Regions from separate parts of the Mus musculus genome. Here region 1 is linked to region 2. Evidence: chromatin contacts called from public Micro-C data. All regions are on one chromosome and are shown on one strand. The core of a region is the stretch at or near the end of the contact, and the rest is flanking DNA. Distances in the headings are between cores, read along the strand shown.

Evidence for each region. A called contact is a pair of places that touch in the nucleus more often than the background predicts.
Region 1: a Micro-C map of macrophages shows a contact between it and region 2, with 4 times the contacts expected there. The contact joins the promoter of Blcap here to the enhancer-like site in region 2. A contact is called at or near these places in 18 of 39 promoter capture datasets (the 3T3-L1 cell line, the HPC-7 cell line, HPC-7-derived erythroid cells and 12 more), 14 of 484 Hi-C or Micro-C datasets (the N1E-115 cell line, bone marrow-derived macrophages, cortical neurons and 7 more), 26 of 115 datasets of contacts at active chromatin or transcription factors (CD8 T cells, the HPC-7 cell line, the NIH/3T3 cell line and 19 more) and 5 of 9 other capture datasets (adipose tissue, embryonic stem cells, liver and 2 more).

What each region holds. Positions count from the first base shown.
Region 1 is chr2:157,562,804-157,568,108 of GRCm38.p6, forward strand. It overlaps Blcap (bladder cancer associated protein), which reads right to left and starts at 3,558. Exons shown (of 2, transcript NM_016916.3): 1 at 3,445-3,558.
Region 2 is chr2:157,497,047-157,502,399 of GRCm38.p6, forward strand. No RefSeq gene overlaps it. Among named protein-coding and RNA genes, the nearest start is that of Gm14279, 23 kb to the right of the region's middle. Within about 2 kb of position 3,530, at least 54 of the 459 cell types and tissues checked have an H3K27ac peak or open chromatin away from gene starts, as enhancers often do. A contact at or near this core is called in the N1E-115 cell line, Th17 cells, bone marrow-derived macrophages and 4 more, where this site is marked.

The sequences.
Region 1 (5,305 bases), core at 2,308-4,807, 66 kb after region 2:
ATGGCAGGTTTTCTATCTGGGAAAGATGGAGAGAAAATAACTGGGACTGGCCCTCTAAATGGAATACTAAGGGTCATACGGGTTAATTTAAGAATATAAAGCTATACCACAGATCTCTCTACCCAGGAGCCCCAGGAAATGAATGCTGGGCAAGAAGAGGGGGTGGTGGCTGGGACAATGAGCATGAGGTGTGGCTTGGCCCCTCCTCCACCAAGCTTAATGCTCCAGACCCCAGGATCACCCTAAGGCTGGCCATCCTGTCTTGATTTTCCAACCCTCCAGCTGGACACTCCCTCTCTTAGTTTTCTCAGTTCATCCCTAAGGGCCTTATCAGATCGATAGCTTGCCTTTTCCCCTCCCATTGCAGCAGGGAGGGTGGGCTGGCCCCTTAGTTCCCTTTCTTGGTTAGCCAGAGCTGTTCACAAGTGTCAGCTGACTGCCTCACCAAATGGTCCTGCCACCTGTTAAGCCTCATTTCTGGCTTTACCCGTCCCTGTCTCTGCACACCTGCTCCTATGCCAATGAGTTAGAAGGTCACCAGTCTCTCTTGCTATTTCCTCAAACTTCCTAGTCCTGGTCATCACATTACACACTCAGGTGCACAAAGCACCTCAAAGTTCTTGAACCCTGACCTGCAGATCCCCCAAGAAACCCTGATTTTCAAATCAATCACTGGCACCTCCCTCTTCTGCAGGGACTTTATAGTCTCATTCAGCACTAGGGAATTACGGGGGAAAGTAGCACAGATTTTGGTGTGGCCTTGGCTTTTCCACCCAGCCAGGTTGCTTTTAGTTCCCTACTAAGGTCCAGATGAGCCCCATACACATCAGAGAGGCGGGATTCCACAGGACTTGGATGTGAAACCCATTCCAAGGCGCGGTCTTCCTTAGCAGGGTAGATACAGCTGCTGCTAAGGCCTGAAGTCAGGTCAGGTCCTGTGCCTGCCCCGTAGTTACTCATCTGCAGTCAGTGGCTACCTCCTTTATGGTTAGAAACTTCTGTGGTTTGCCATACTAAACTCATTGAACCTTGAGTACATATACAACACAGGTTCCAAAGGAAGGTTGACTCTCCCCTTGGAGATCTGGAGTGGGGGGCCTGATGTCACTCTATTGTTCCATGTTCTAACGTCAGCCCAAATTAGATGCCAGCTGAGTACACAAAAGCCAAACCAGGGAGAAAGGAGTCTGGCTACTCTGGTCATAGCATATCCTGTGCCCATCCCTAAGCCAGGAGGCTACTACTGGTAACTCCAGGGCTTTCCAGATGATCTTGGTAAAACCTTTTTCTTCCATCTATTATCCAGCAGTGATGAGTGTAGGTGGAGTCTTCAAGGCGCCCTGGTGACCCTGAGAATGTGAATGTCTACTACCCACTTTCTTCTCCCACTCCACACCCTTTTGTCCTGACAGCAAACTAAACCCTCCAGAGGAGGCAGGAATGTGTTCGTGCCCTTTCTTTGTGTCAAACCTGCAAGCCTGATACAAAACCACCTTGTTTATACAATGCTTCCACAAGCTATGCATTAAAACATTTTATTCTCACATAAAGCAATGGGATGTGTCTTTATTGCAAAGTCCTTAGTACACAGAACTAAATATCCCTTTTTCTTAAAGAGGTTGCTACCTCCAAAGAGGAGCAAAGGTGGAGAAGGTGAAGTGGAACAGCTTTATGGGAATCTAGCAACACACGAGATTCCAGGCACTAATGCCAGAGAAGGCCTGACCAGCTCAAGCTCAGTAGGGTGGAGGTTACTAAGTACCAAAACTTTTAGAGATGTGGGTTCTAGGAGACTTTTAAGTCTATCTGTAAAGTAACTGAATTGTGACTGAAATGTATCTGAGGGACAGGACAGGAATTAAGATTTTTGGCTTTGACTCTGGGGCTGGCCAAAGACAGCTTAATTACACAGAGGTTTTGAAGGAAGCAGGCTCGCTGCTGACTCCTTACTAGATATCTACTTTCAAACTTGGATCGCTTCAGGAGCCAACATCCCAAAGGGCGAGCCTCTGAGCTGGCAGCTAATCTTCCCCAGGAGATTTAAATGTGTATACACAAACATAAGACTAATTTACCAAAGTCTCTTTTTTCAGGTGACCACTGACTTCTTCCATATGCCTGAGAGACAATGTTTGCCACAATCTTCTCTGGAAATAATCCTGTCCCCCTCCCTCCACAGGGCTCATACCACACCAGGATACAGATTCCTGAACATTCCCAGGGCAGAGCCAGAAGACAGAGAGGAAGGCAATACAGGGCTCTTGGTAAATCACACAGTCACAAGCTTGAATGGAATGCGTGTATTTCAAAGAGAACAAGTAAAAAGGGCAGCCTAACTCTCATCCCCCTAGAAATAACAGGTAAGAAGTTAAAGTGTTCTGTCAACAACTTTAAGATGACCATTTTCAGATCGAGAATTGATCTGGTTCCTGGAAACTGACCAAGGTTCCAGAAATCCAATCTTTAAACAGGAACTCTGGCCATTAATGAATCTTGACTTAAAAGAAACAAGCCAGCTCAATCTAATGCTTGCCAGGGGCACATAAAATGGAACTTTTTTTGGGTCCTGGCTTTGGTGTTGCAGTTCAGATGGCTGACAGGATGGCTGGACCATGTCAGACAGGGCAGAGCTGTCCCCAATATATCAGTTCCCTGAAAGGGACAAAGAAGATCCGAACCTATAAACAGAAATAACCTATAAACTAGAACGGGCCCCAGTTTCCCAAGTAAAAAGAGACAAGAGACTTAGAAGAAACCTAAAGGTGGTTTGGCAGAGAAAGGAAAAAAAAAAAAAAATCGACTGTCCCCATCCCCCATTCTTCCTTTCCAGCCAGGCACTCCGTTCCTTCTGCTGCCCTTGAGTGCCACTCCCCACAAACTGGAGAGGGAACCGGTGTCCAGACTCGACGAAAAGTTGGTGGAAGTGAGAAGCACACGGGACCCGTAGCAGATGGTCACCCTATCACTCCGGACACAAAAGAGAGCGTTCGGGGCCCACTTCTACTTTCTCCCCACACTCCTTCGGATAAGGGTGGGGGAAGAAAAAGAAAAAAAAAGGGGGGGGGGAGAGAAACTGAAGTGGCGAGGAAAGAGTGTCCAGCCTCCCAGAAGCTGAGCCCCTCGCCAAGGTCCGGAACAGAGGAGGTGGTGGTCGCGCCCGCCCCTCCCAGCCCCGTCCCGGGAGCGCGCTGACCTTGGAGGCCAGAGTGACAGCTAAGGAACCCCGGAACCCACCCAAGGGACGGGAAGGGACCACCCCCAAGGCCCAGGTTGGGACGAAAAGGGGAGGTCATCTGACGCCAGACAAGGGTGCGCCCGACCCCGGCCGCGCGGAAAGCCCCGGCGAGAGGCCAAGCGACGCCTAAGGTGACCCCGGAGGGCTAACATGGCGGCGCGGCCGCACCGAGCGCTCTCACCCTGCCCAGGCGGGCGACGCCACGATACCTGCGAGCCCCACCATGGCACTGCCGCCACTGTCGCCGTCGCCGCCGCTGCTTGCCTCCACCTTAGCTCGCCACCAACGCCGCAGGAGCTGGGGAGACGCCCCCTTCGTCTTCTAGTGGAGCGGTCCAAGGACCCCCGGTCCAGAACCGAGCTGTCTTCTGAGAACGCCTGACAAACTGGCTCAAAGCGAGGCTACTCTCAGACACTCTCCCCTCAGTATCCGCCACGAAATGTCCTTTCTGAGTTTTTAGTAGACTTGAATAAAATTATGGGGCGCTAAGGTCTTCAAACCCGTGGAATATTTGGTCAGGCGTATCTTAGGCAGCCCCGAACCTCCGGCCCATGGTCCCCTTCATGCATATGCAGCAGATTGTGATTCTTACTCTTTGAGAGCTCCGCGGGCGAGCGAGGTGTAGTTACGCTGATGAGCGTAACTCCGCAGAATCCTTAGCACCTTGTGATTTGTGTACTTTGGGAAAACTTCTCGTGGCTCAGATCTGGCCCTTCAACCACGGGCTGAGGACGTGCTTCCTCCTTGGTGAGGAAATGGCTTGCCCCAGGCTTGTTAATGTCTAGATGAGTCAGTGTGGTCACTTACTAGCTTATTAGCCACGTTCCTGACCTCATACTGTGCGCAAGCGCAGTGCTAGAGGCTAAGGAGGTACAATTCTACTCCTGACCCCAATTTTCTCAGTCACCAGGGTGAGAGTGAGTGTCGGGGGATAGTGGAGAGACTACCACCCAGTAACCACTTGTAGTCGCACCAGTACATGATTTGTAATTAGGCATCGTGGAAGGCACTAGGAGGCAAAGTAAAGAGAGGAGAAATGAGTGGAATCCTGGTGTCTGGAGTGGGCGAGGGTTGGGGCCGTCTTAGGCATATTGAGTTTGTGCATTGTGTGAGTGAGGGGTCTTGTTCCAGACATGGAGGTGACAACCCTAAGGGTGGAAGGTGAACAAGGAATATGACAGGTACCTTGGTCATGAATTTGAATTTTTGTCTTGAGAGACATGGGAAGCTATGTTCTTCGAGGCAATGAAAAGAAATCTGGGTCTCTCCGAGGCCATTGACTTTCAGGGTTAGAAAACATGAAAGTGAGGTTTGGGACAGGAAGCCAGTTAAGCAACCAGAACATCTTTCCAGACACAAAGTCATGGTGACTCAGACAGGTAGTGACTAAGGGAGCTAGAAGAGATCATATCAAACTGGGTGCGGGAAGCACATACTGAGGCACAGGCATTGACTCCTAAGCTGTGGCTGTAGGGATGAAGAAGAGGTGAAGAGCCCTTGGCCAGGGTGGAAAGGCCCGAAGACAGGCTGCTAGGGGACAATCAGAAGTGGGACAGAGAACTCAGTAGCGGAAATGCCTGGGCACACCGTGGATGGAGAGAGTGGACCTGTATAAGGGCTGGTGGGCCTCCCTCAGCACACGGGTCTTGGTAGTGTCTAGAAGCCAAGGGGATCCAAGGCAGGAAGGAAGGAGGCCAATGGTGATCTAGGGAGGAGCTGGGAAAGGAACTGCAGAAGCGGGGTGCAGCAGACTCTCTTGTCCCTACTGCCACAGGCTGGTCCATGAAGCAGGGGTTCCGTGGAGTGGAGCTGGCTGGTGCTGACTCACGTGGGAGACTTTGGACACCTTGGATTCGGGAATGAGATGGCTCTGTAGCCTGTTCTTCATGTTGCCTCTCTCTCTCTTTCTTTCTTTCTTTCTTTCTTTCTTTCTTTCTTTCTTTCTTTCTTTCTTTCTTAACAGTAAATTACTGCCTTAAAAAGGAGGGGCTGGCGAGATGGCTCAGTGGTTAAAAGCACCGACTGCTCTTCCGAAGGTTCTGAGTTCAAATCCCAGCAACCACATGGTGG
Region 2 (5,353 bases), core at 2,280-4,779:
CGGAGGGAGGAGGTCGACCAGTTATTGCTGTACCTACAGGGCGGCTGGATTGACTTCGTGTCACTGGTACCAGGCTAAATGTGAACTTTGATTTGTGCTCGTACACGTGCACCGGAGCTGTCTGTTCTGGACACTTCTTCAGACCCTCCCCTACCTCCTGGCCCTCCCATGTGATGCCCATGTGGATGCTCCTAGCAGGGGAGTGCATCTCTCTCTGTCTATTCCTCTGTGACTCCTCCATTCCCAGAGGATCAATGCCCTCTCCTCAAGCCACTCGGATGCTATGAGCCAGACCCCCTGTGTGCACTGCTCCTACCTGGCTCTGCGTGGCTGCACAGCCTCACAGCCTCACTGATGCAGGACAACCTCCCCTTCCTTCCTCTTTGCTTCCCCACTTTTGCACAGTCTCCCTCCCTCTCTCTTTCACTTGTCCCTCAGAGTCCTCAAAGCATCTTTATCCCACTACCATGCTATCCTCTGCCTCCTCTTGGGTCCTCTCTAAGGAGGAAAGCACTCAGTCTCTTCAGTCTTTGCTCTCATTTGTCCACAAAGGAGGGATATCTGGCACTGGCCACTTCTCTCCTTTTCCCTGACTCTGTGTCCCTGCCCTACTTAACCCACAGAGCATTCAGACAGGGCTGCTCCTGCCCATGCTGACAAAGAGCTAGCCTGTTTCCCTCCACACTCCCTGTCTCATAAGCCTATAGACACTGGCTCTTGGATACTGGGGGCTCCTGTCTTCTTTCCTTAGGGCCCTGACTGCCCTCCTGCCTCTTCTGTCTCCCTATATCTTCTCTCTCCTTCCAAGGCTTGCCTAGACCACTAGACCACACCAGAAGCCTAGAAACAGCAGCATGAGAGGACTCCCTTTGGAGTGGCTGCCATGCCTCTAGCCCCTCTTCACTCCACACCACGTACAAAAGAGAAGCCTACTTTGTCCTCTCAGAGAAGCCCCTCTGACTTCCTCTTGGAGTCAGAGCTCTTGGGCACAGCCATCATTCCTCTGGGAGCAGGGAGCTCAGTGGTATGTGTGGCCACCTGTCTCCTGATCAAGTCCTATCCCTCTGAATAAGACTGACTTCTCCTTAGCCTGCTGGTGACAGGGAGACAGAGAGAGAGAGACAGGGTGGGGAGAGTCAGGGACCTGTGCTCTCGGTTTTCTTATGCAGTACATTCTCCTTGTTGCCTCATGCTGCTTTTAAAAATATTTTTACACCTGCCTGGACCCTATTGTATTTGTAAGATACACAGAACTTAGCATATGGGACAGAGGGACTCCGTCATGACCCAGCAGCATACAGATGTCCCTTCAAAGTAAGGACATTTGAAGAAGGTACGTTCAGTCAGAGCTGAGGTGGAAGGATAGGAGCTGGGGGTGTGGAACCCCACAGAGCTGTGATCAACTTATCAGCAATGGGAAGTTTCCAGAACCCCAGGAGAGAGAAAGAAGAGGAGGCAGCAGCCTGAGCTCCCACACATGTGTCCTTGGGGCTTCTTTGTCTCCTCAGACTTTTGTTCAGGTTTCTCCCACAACTTGGACTGCCACTCATTGTCCCTTCAGATGCATGCAGTGCCCCAACAAGCAGCCGCCAACACACTGTGCACCTCCCCCACTACCTGGCCCCCACACTCTGTATGCCTCCCCCACAACGTGGCCTCCAGACCCCATGCGCCTCTCTGGCTCTTCACTCCTTTGTGTGTAATAATTGCTAGCCTCTGTCTTCATCTCCCTCAGCCACGCCCCTTCTCTTACTGTGTAGAGGGCTTTTTGTCTAGTTTAGCTGTCTGTTCATCATCCCTGCTGTGTGTGTGTGTGTGTGTGTGTGTGTGAGAGAGAGAGAGAGAGAGAGAAAGAGAGAGAGAGAGAGAGAGAGAGGGAGAGAGAGAGAGCATGCATGCCTCTGTGTGTAAAAGGCAGGAGCCTACAGTGGATATCTTTCTCAGTTCCAGGGATCCACTTGTCTCTGTCCCCTCAGGTCTGGGATTATGACGCCATGTCACCAGTCCTGGCTTTTGTGGGGCTTCTGGGGAATCTGGACATGGGTCCTCATGCTTTTGTGCCACACACTTTACTGAAAGAGTCATCTACACAGATCTTACCTTGTTTTTAGAATCAGGGTTGCTCATTGGCCTGGACTTGGCTGGATTAGGCTGGGGTGGCTGGCCAGCAAGCATCTGGGAGCCACCCTTCTCTGCCTCCACAGTGTTTGGGTTACAAGCACAAGAGCCATTATGCCAGGCATTTCTATGTGATTCTGGTTTTTTCTTTGCATTATGTGTATGTTCATGAACAAGATTAGTTTCCACCTTTTCTGTCTTTCTTCATCTGACTGCTTGTCTATCCATCTACCATCCATCCATCCATCCATCCATCCATCCACCCACCCATTATTTATCTATACCTGTCTGTCTGTCTATCTATCTATCTATCTATCTATCTATCTATCTATCTATCATCTGTCTATCTATTATCTATCATTTATTTATCTATCCATCATCTATCATCTGTCTATCTACCTACATTTATCTCTATCTATCTATCTATCTATCTGTCATCTGCTATCATCTATCATTTATTTATCTATCCATCATCTATCATCTGTCTATCTATCTACCTACATCTATCTCTATCTATCTATCTATCTATCTATCTATCTATCTATCTATCATCTACCTACTTACCTGCATATGCACATATACATTCATATATCCACCCACCCATCTATCCATGTCAACAAATATGAGCTGAGTAGCTACCATGTGCTTGCTGAGGGCAGAGAATTCAAATTCCCAGTACACTCTGAAGAACCTGAGTCCACTCACACCCCAAGGTGATTGAGGGTGACAAAAGTTCACCAAAAGGGTTTTTGGGGATCACCCTTGGAGTGTGTCTTTCTTTTTCTTTCTTTTTTTTTTTTTAAAGATTTATTTATTTATTATATGTAAGTACACTGTAGCTGTCTTCAGACACTCCAGAAGAGGGAGTCAGATCTTGTTACAGATGGTTGTGAGCCACCATATGGTTGCTGGGATTTGAACTCCAGACCTTCGGAAGAGCAGTTGGGTGCTCTTACCCACTGAGCCATCTCACCAGCCTGGAGTGTGTCTTTCTTTCTGTTACCTACTTTTCCCCCCTTGCATTGTATCTTTCCAGCTTCAACATGCCAAGGGAAGGCCGTCCCCCTCCAGTGCCCTTTACCCACTCTTCTTGAATCCTGCCACCTACTTATGAGGCTCCTGAGACAATATTTCCCTCCCTTTGCCGCTGTGTTGCTTATGCCTGCCTGTGGATCATGCTGTGGAGTTATACCCACACATGTCAACACTTCCCATGACTGTCTGGAAGCTTCCTGAAACATTGCATCAAACCCTAATGAGCAGCTCACACTGGAAAGAGTTATATGGACCTCGGTGTGGTAGACTTTTTGGTCCTTGGTTGGTGGCCTCTGTTGCTTTTAGATCTGTGGTGACACACCCTGGCAGAAGTGTGAGGCAGAGAAAGTCATTGACCTCATGTCATGAGAGGGGAAGGGGGAGGGGCCAGGCACCACACACACTTCCCATTTTGTGTCACCTCTAAATGTTACACCCGTCACCCACAACACAGCAAGTCTTTGGAGTCTCTGGGCTCCAGCTCCACCTCCTGCCTCCCCTCTCCATTACTCCCTTCTCTCTACTCCTTAAGTTCAGACAGCTCTTCCTTCCAGCTTTCTCCTCCGGGCCTGTGTTCACACGCCACTCCTCCCTGAGAATGCCCAGCATCTCCCCTCTCCTGGGGTTCTGGAGAGGAGCCAGAACTCCTTCACCTCCCTCAACTGACCTATAGTCCCCACTTGCTGACTAATGTTCCTTTTGATCCACAGGTCACAGGGAATGGAAGGGATACTGGGATCTGACCCACCACTCCCCACCCTACGCTCTGGTGGCCTCCTGGTGGCCTGAGTCCACCATGTCCACCCCACCCCCTGGACTGCCAGTCAAATCAGCTCTTTCCTCTTGAGCCTCCTGGTTTTCCTTGTTCCCTTTTTCTCAGGGTTCTCTTACCTGCTGTGTCCTTCCCAGGGCCTGAGGTCCACTCAAACTTTGGTTTCTTCTCACCTGAGAGACCCCCACATCCATTGCCATGGTTGATGAGCAGCCCCTCTTGCTATAGCCCTGGGGACATTTTTCCTGGGCACTGGGGTTTGGCTTTCTCTGTGAGCATCTTAAGGTGGTGTCTACACAGGTGGGGGGGCAGCACAGGAGGGGACATGGGATGTATGGACATGCATCTCTTCTGTAAGTGCTCTGATTCTCTTCCCCTGCTGCCTCTGCTTTTTCTCCAGAGTTAATATTTAATCTCTTAGTGATACACGGCTTCGTCATCTTCGTATAAAAAGTAAAGTCCTCCCTAGGACTCTGAGTCACTCTCTCTCTTTCCTGTTCTCTGCCCCACTCAGCTTCTGATTTCTCCCTGTTCCCTTTAGATGTGGTCATCACTGTCTCTGTCCCAATGTGGTAGTGGTAGTCATGATGACAGTGGTGGTGACGGTGGTGGCAGTGGTGTGTGTGTATTGGAGGTGTCCCAACAGGAAAGTGCCACTTTGATTGACACTCAAATTTAGGAACATTTGTAATGAATTTACAAAGCTTGAGGGCTGGAGAGATGGCTCAGTGGTTAAGAGAACTGGCCTTGCTCTTCCACAGGACCAAGGTTCAATTCCCAGCCCTCACATGATAGCTCACAACAGTCTGTAACTCCAGTCCTAGGGAATCCAATGCCCTCTTCAAGCCTCCGAGGGAATTACATGCATATGGTGCATAGTCACACCTGTAGACAAAGCACTCATACACATAACATTCAAAATAAAACAAAAACCATTAAAACATCAGGCATGGAATACAGGCTTATAATCTCAGAATGCCAGAAGCAGAGGCAGGTGGATATCTGGAAGTACTGGCACAGCCAAGGCTGCAGAGTGAGCAACTCCAGTATCAAAAAAAACAAAAACAAACAAAAAAAAAAAACAACAACGAAGAGTCTACAAAGGTCTATGCTGCAGGATGTGGGAGCAGAGGAACCTGAGAGGCTCTGCAGAAACATAGAACAGACAATAGTAAGACTATGGCCACCTCTGTCTGCTGAGGGACGAGGGCAGCAGTGACCAGGACCTGCAGGAGAGCAGAGGCTGCCTGGCTGGCCACCTAAGGAAAACCAGAAAGCCTCACCACATCCTACCACCCAGGACATCCATTGGCTAGATTCACACGGAGCCCACTGATGGCCAACAGTGTGACCGCTCTCTTTGGGGCAGAGAGAAGGATAGAGGGTAGCTCTGGAAGCTTCCAGAACATTCTTGGAGTCCTTTGTTAG